2 separate regions of the Zea mays genome follow, and region 2 is linked to region 1. Evidence: chromatin contacts called from public Hi-C data. All regions are on one chromosome and are shown on one strand. Each heading gives the region's core, a stretch centred on a gene start, on an enhancer-like site or on the middle of the called end of the contact. The rest is flanking DNA. Distances are from core to core; before and after follow the strand shown. Region 1 holds the start of LOC103649589 (ATP-dependent RNA helicase). Region 2 holds the start of LOC100272783.

The links. A called contact is a pair of places that touch in the nucleus more often than the background predicts.
Region 2: a Hi-C map of leaf shows a contact between it and region 1, with 6 times the contacts expected there. The contact joins the promoter of LOC100272783 here to the promoter of LOC103649589 in region 1. A contact is called at or near these places in 4 of 25 Hi-C or Micro-C datasets (endosperm, leaf and seedling) and 2 of 3 datasets of contacts at active chromatin or transcription factors (leaf and seedling).

What each region holds. Positions count from the first base shown.
Region 1 is chr3:3,769,375-3,773,098 of Zm-B73-REFERENCE-NAM-5.0, forward strand. LOC103649589 (ATP-dependent RNA helicase) reads right to left here and starts at 1,400. Exons shown (of 24, transcript XM_008675331.4): 1 at 1,154-1,400; 2 at 887-1,031; 3 at 78-152. The coding sequence starts at 1,263. LOC103641932 (a long non-coding RNA gene) reads right to left here. Exons shown (of 13, transcript XR_002268530.1): 8 at 3,364-3,456; 9 at 3,037-3,105; 10 at 2,576-2,719; 11 at 2,192-2,362; 12 at 1,970-2,113; 13 at 1,840-1,902.
Region 2 is chr3:3,914,907-3,918,676 of Zm-B73-REFERENCE-NAM-5.0, forward strand. It overlaps LOC100272783, which reads right to left and starts at 1,251. Exons shown (of 8, transcript NM_001147236.1): 1 at 1,121-1,251; 2 at 596-673; 3 at 292-506.

The DNA of each region.
Region 1 (3,724 bases), core at 150-2,649:
TAAACAAACAAAAGGACCTAGTATCGCATAATAGTTCTCACAAGCACAACTGAATTAAGATTAAAAGCACTGGATACCTGAACAGCCAGTCGTCTGGGCTGAGTGCATCCTATAAGCCGACCACCGTCAGCCCAACCAGCCTCCTTAAGGTACTGATCAAAGTACAGTGAAATTATTAGAAATAAAACATAATCAGAAAGAAAGACACAAACTGTTTGTAGATTACTATTTTCAGAAGTTTATATGCTTCAAAGCTTTAGTCTTCCTTGCACTCTTGTTGGCTCATTTTTGCTCCTCTGGTCCTCTTTTCCACCTTTTTGGTTTATTGCGCGCATCTAAATGATTGCACACTAGTGTATGTCTATGTGCCCAATATATGAACTAGCTTTGATGTGGATCTACACGCACAACATAAAACCTATAACACCACCAGTAGGCGTGGATGGTCAGTGGTAGCTGGCAAACACCACCTCGAGGGATGAATCCATGGCAAAATTGAGTCATCAAAGCTCCATATAGAATTACTGTCCAAGTTCTAATCCAATCAGGAATCCAGTCACATTGCATATGCCAAATTCACACACAAGTTGTGGATGAAATCCAAACAGAATTATCAAAAATAATTGACCATTGGTTAAGTATACCCATCGACCTCGTCACCTTAAGGCAGTAGGTCAACCCCGAAAAAATCACATATCTAGAACACAGAATGTATGAATGCTAGCCATGGGAACTCAACCACGCGCAGCAGCTGTTCGACCAAATGCCAACTGACATAAGTGCAGCACGCACAATCCTAACCATCCCTTTAGGCAGTAAGCCGGCCCCGAAAAATCCACACCCCGATGCGTTCGATGAAGCAGCGAAGGACTTATTCAGGGAGTACCTGAGGGATCTGCGTGGACTTGCCGCTGCCAGTCTCGCCGACGACAATGGTGGTGGCGTGCCGCTCCACCAGGTAGAGAATGGCTTTGCGGTACTTGTACACCGGCAGCCGTTGCCGCTGTCTCTCTAGACTCGCGTAACCAAAGCTACCGTCGAACACAACCAAAGCAACAGCGAGAACACCCAGTCTCAGGTTTTGAAACGTCAAGCAGCGGGTGTGAGGACAAATGCGAGACGGAAAGGGAGGGTTTAGGGTTTAGAAACGCACCCGGAGGAGGAGACGGAGCTGGAGGAGGGCAGGAAGACGACTCCGCCCTCCTCGTCGTCGACGAGTAGGGTGCTCGGCTTCTCCGACCCTGGCTTCCAGAACCTCGACATGGCCTGGCCGCCGACTCTGATGGCCAGCGAATCAGCGATGGCGGGGGCTGAGCCGAGGCTGACGCTGGGGCGAAGTTAGCGACAGAGCGTCGACAGTCGTGAGATGGGCTGGGCTGCGTGAAAACACACGGCCCAGTAGTCCAACCACGCCGGCTTGAGGCATAGCCCACTACGAGTAGTGTTTTTTTTCTCATCTTATTTCCTTTCCTTTCCTTTGAATTGCATCTCTTTTCCTTTCTTGTCGATGTTTGTTTCAACAGTTTTTTTTGGTAAAAGGTTTCAATAAATGTATCATCTAATGAATGCTCATAATACTAACTTTTACCTCTATATATAATGTTGTTATTGGAGAACTAGGTGAATGCCCGTGCGTTGCGACGGGAGTAAAAAAATTTGTATGAAACATATATAATACCAAAGGAAAATCTTGATAGGATTATTGGGGTCAACATATTTTAATATATATCAAGTGTTTTGCCAATTCAGTTAACATATATCAACACACGTATGACACATCCTATCATACACATATTGCAGAGGGTCCACAGATTCCCTGCTGCATTGACTGAGACAAGGTTTGGTGCTCGACATATTAATCTGGAAACAAAATATGCTGCTCTGATCCCACCACGATTCTTACTACAAAATATAAATAATGTCAGTGAGAAAACTGACATCTATGTTGAGTGGAAGTGCTTGGTTCTACCTGATGTTGATGTGGGAAAGAGCTACTTCTGTTGGCAATGTTTCCTCAAGTATTTGGAAGCCTACTGTTCCCAAGCCGATATCTGTAGCATTTAAAGCTCGTACATGTGAACCCAAGAATCTGGCCAATGCAGCTGCCACAGGACTGCAATCGCATTTCAATTAATATGTTGACTTAATACAGCACAACAGAACAAAATGCATGAAAAGACATACAACTCACCTCCCTAGATGATTGTCTGCAATAGATAGCACATCAAGGAGTTGCTTCGCATTTGTGAGGCAGTCCAGAAGTATAATCACACCAATACTGGACAACTCACAGTTCTCAACTGTTAATCTCAGAAGTGGATTTTCCTTTTGAATAGACCATGACATGAAAGGGATCAATGATCTGCAATTTAAGAGAAACTGGTGAGTGCTTCAGTAAATAAACAATAAACAGTTTGGCTGAGGCAACAATTATTCACAAATATTCAGAAGTATTGTGCATATGCAAGAAAGTTGGAGGCAACTGAACACAAACATGAAAAAACAACTGGACAACCTGTATTGATCATTGTAGAATACTGATGGATATTCTGTTAAGTCAGCTAGTACCTGATACCTTCATCCATGAGTTCCTCTTCATCAGCAGTCACTCCCTACAAAAGCATGCCTTGAGAAGCTCCATCTTGCTGATACCAAACTTTGATGTTGTGAGGGCAGCAGGGTTGTTCTTGGTTCGATCGAAGGGCAGCTCGAGCTCCGACTGCAAACAATGTGCATGATCCACTGAGATGCAGTTATGTGCCCGTGCGTTGCCACGGAAGTTAAAAATTAGTATAAAACATGTATACCGAACACCATGTTCTAGACAATGCTAGTGAAACTGAAATAAAAATAGCTACATAATTACTTAAATAGTTATACAACTCGTAGCACAAACAAAACAAAGTTGGGCATAACGTTAAGTAACACTTTTCTTGTATCAGGCTTGGACTATGTCCCGGCTAATGCTTGTAGCCTTTTAACATTATCAAGACCCCTTGATCACTACACTCTACTTGATCACTGCACTCTACTTACACTATAGCAATCTCCAAATCCTTAGGTGGCGGGGGCATCTGCTTCATGATTTATGGAGCATCGTTTATCCTGCAAACATTTTGCATGGGATCAGGACTTGCATATCACAAATGTTGAATTTGGACATAATAAAATATTTTGTGTAGACCAAAGAAGTCCCAGCGATGTTTTTGGCAAGGGTGTGCATTTGTGTTTCTGGGCCTTTTAATGGCAGTGAACTTCCTGTAAGATTTTAGAATTCCTAACAGCTAAAAAACTAAGGGAACTTCTTCATGCTAGTAAGTAGCAGCAAGCGGCACTATAAGAAAAAATCTCTTATATGCCAACCTGGACGGAGCTTCTAACTCAGCCAAAAACAACACCAAATAGTTGCAGGAGAATCTGAAACATAAGAAGCCTGAGCGGACCTGCACGGGGCTTCTAACTCAGCCAAAAACAACATCCAATTATTGCAAGATAATCTGAAATATAAGCAGACTGAGCCAAGCTGAAGAAGCATAGTAGGATTTTAAGGCGTGATAACAATAGAAAAAGATGAAGATAAAACTGAAGTTGATACGGAAATAAGCAATAAAAGAAGAAGGATATATCTAAGATTTATTCTTGAAAAACAATAAAATAAAATACCCCAGCTTGCTTACAATAAAATACTTCGCTGCTGCTGCTGTGGTAAGCAGAACATTATTAT
Region 2 (3,770 bases), core at 1-2,500, 150 kb after region 1:
AAATTTCACTCATGAGCGTTCCAACGTTTTATCGTTTTAATAACCTTGGTCACCGCCCATTCTGCAACGGCCCAGCCGGAGGTTGGCGCGCAGTACGTAACCAAGCAAGAAATTTGTCCTCGAGGGGGATCGAACCAAGGCCCTAGAGGTGCTACTCGGTAACCTTAACCATTACGCTATAGGCCCTTTCGCTTTTTTCCCATATAGAAAATAGAAGGCAAACTAAAATACACACCTTAACCACTAGATTTTAGGATTGTTTGGAAAGGGTGATTGTCTTAACACTCTTACCTGCTCTTCTTATGCCCTTTGTCAATCGTGGCGAACCTATGGGCAGCTATAGTTAGTGCACCCTCGGCCCGGCTCTTGACTGCCATCGGTAACTCAACATCTGTGAATGCCGTCAATATGACATCATCATCGCTCCATTCACTCTCGCTTGAATACTGAGGAACACCAAACTGCTCGTCCCCGTCATCGTGCACCAGCGAGAAATCCCCAGGATCCTGCACCAAATCACTGTCGAATATAAATCATAATACAAGCTACTACAAAGTGAAATATGGTTACTAAAAGTGGAGAGGCATCACAGTACATCATCAAATGCCGTGACAACTTGAATGGCATGACGCCTCCTTGAAGGTCTTGGCACGATGGTTCTTAATTGGGATACCTGCAGAAGATAGTGGCGACTGAGACTAATCACAGAACTTCGGCAGACTCCCGTCTGGCAAAACGAAAAGTTAATCATAGGGACAAACATTGGGTTAAAGTAAAATATACAGCCGATCAACTCATCATATCGTGAAGGGCTGAAGGCCCCAAATCGTACCCCACGCACAACGCCAGAAGCCTAGTAATGTTCATGCAGGTACCTACGTTGCTACAAAAGTACAAAACCACTGGCCATTCCGAGCGAATTTCCCGATAAAACGGCATCGAATCGAACTATGCGAAGTCGCGCAAAAATGCTGCTGGCACGTGAAACAGGGCATAAAATCGGAGATCACTCAGCTTCCCGCATTCACGCAAGCACCTCCATGAAAGCCAGGAAGGCGACAATCACGAGGAGAACTCTGCCGTGGGGAGGAAGAAGGTGGCGAGAGATCTGGGACTTCACCTGGTGCGCGGAGGGACGGCGGGAGTATAAAGAGGGAGTAGGCAGCCGCGGCGGCGGCGGCGGCAGCGGCGCGCGAAGAGGCCGCCGGAAGCGGTGAGGCGCCCGGTGCGCGGGAGATGCCATAGTTCGACAACTCGTCGGAGATCGGGAGGTATTTTTAGACGGCTACAGCGACGGCGAAGCCGATGATCGGTGGGTTCGAGGTGGGGGACCGTTGTGGACTCGGGTGCATAGACCGGTGACTCGGGCTGCCCTGTGTCTGTGTTCCTTTCTGGGTGGGTTCACAGTGTTTGGTGTGACTGTGTGAAACCTTCTTTTTTCAAAGTTAGAATTATTTGAATCGCATCGAGTCGAAATTCTTGAACGGGTGTCTTTTGACCGGCTCATCATCGGACGTAGAGATGGTGTACCCGATCCCCGATTCTTTAGGAGTGGGTATTTAGTTTATTAGGTTTGGTTATTTAAAATATCGGGTTCTAAAAATAGGATCGAATCTAAATAATTTTAGAAACCAAACCTGAATAGATTGATAATTTTGGTCCAGTCTATTCAGCCCACTAAATAGAAAAATGGCTAAACCATTAAAAACGAGGGGAAATAGTAAAAACTTTTATGCTAGGGTTAAAAAATTGAGTAGATGCTTGATTAACAGTAACATCATACAAAAATATTGAACATCTTGGATCACAAGTATAAGTGGAGTTTAACCCTCAAAAAGTGCTTATGTCCATTTTTTAGAAACAGACAACAACCATATTTTTCTTAGGATGGCTAAATAGTATAGCACCAGAGAAAAATTATAACAAGTCCTATTCGAGTGAAGAAATATAGGGCTACCTTCTGCATGAGAAAAATAGAGAAAACTTTAGAAAATCATATGAAACTCTCTCCAACTTTAGAAATGGCGGCTTTTGTGCCAAGAAGAAACTTAGAAAATATTCCAAATCCTAGATCATAAAAAGGGCCTACATTGGTCCTATTATGTCTATTTAAAAAAAAACACTTTTCTTGAAAGTTGAAACGATAAGCCCGTTCACTGGAGATGTTGAAATGGGTAAAGAAATACGAGCGAATATGTTTAAAGTTTTTTTATAAGGAAGACTTTATTAATTTCAAAAACATTACATCGAGAAAATACAAGTCTTTGCAACCTCTCCCAGCCTCTGTTAATGAAAGCACACAACTTTTAGAAGAACGATCACACACACTTACGTACACTCTAGTGACTATCAATCCGAAGACTAGACCGTCACCCATGATCCTGAGCAAAAAAGACCTTAACCACTTGCATCAAACGTTACGTAGCCTCCACCATAAAAAGACGAGAATCTGACTTTTACAGTACAGTCCACGTGCGAAGCTAATGGAAGATAGTATGGATAACCTGCAAAGGAGAATAATTTTTTTTTTCAAAAATTATGCCATTTCTGCTTAGCCAAATCACCCAACAAACAGTTGCGGCCCTAATAAGGATAAATCTCTAAGATCTTTTCCAAAACCCCTAAGCCAGCTCCCAAACATATTAGAAACACTAGAAGGCTTAGAAATGCCAAAAACTAAGCGAATTTAACTCCAAACCATGCGAGCAAAACGACAGTTAAAGAACAACCTAATTGTTTCTGACACCTGACAAAAGCAACATGTTCAAGCTCACCGCCACCAAGGAGAAACGCTAGCTGCTTTTCCTCGAGAAGTACGAAGAAGCCAAGATGTGGTGGGTTTGCTTGACGAATCTGACATTCTGACTGAAGTTTGGACATAGCATTGGGGTGGGTGCCTGACTGCCTGGTCAGGGTTCGCACCGAGATCCTTGGACGGAAGAACTGAGGCGATTTCGACACAATCTTCTTGGGCTCAAACAGGTGAACGGAGAATTCAGGTCCCACTTCATCCGACGATCACGCATCCACTCCATTTGCCACTGACCTCTCTGTTACTGCGTCCAGGGGTAAGATCTTGAGAGAGCAACGCAAGAACAGAGCTCACTAGTAGCTGTATAGCAATCTTCGTTTTCTTGTTAAAAAGGGAGAAAAACAAGAGAGCACAGCAGATATTTTTGTATTCCATTCCTGAACCTGGTCTCACTTTCCATTCCATTCCATTCCATTGGATGCCAAACCAAATCACAACCCGTGGTTGAAACCAGGACAAGCTCGCAAGAATTTGGCATCAGCAGTCCCTAGTAGCCGTTTGGACCTTCCGTAGTCTGAAACCACCAAAGTTTGGCCACGGAATCTGTAGACATGAAAACTAACAAGAATTAACAACAACAAAATGGATCACAACTTCAAAACAATATTGCAACATTGTTATTTGGTGTATACACAAACCTGTCAAAATCTTCAAAACAATGTTGCAACAATGGCCACGTCTCCAGATTTTTATTAGGTGTATACCCAAACCTGTCAAAATCTGGAAACTACGAAGCTTCTGTTCTGAAGATGGCTATTGCCAGGGAACGGCGGTGTCTTGTTTGCGCTCACTTGACGCATATCTGCCCAAAAGGGTTTCATGTTTCTCTCTGATTCAACTATTGTCACCAGGAGCAGAAAGCAGAAGCAGTACATGTCTTCTACCAATAGGCAGTTACAAATCGTTTTCAAGAGTCCCATCAGAAATTCAGAATCCAACTTGCAGAAGAGTAACACAG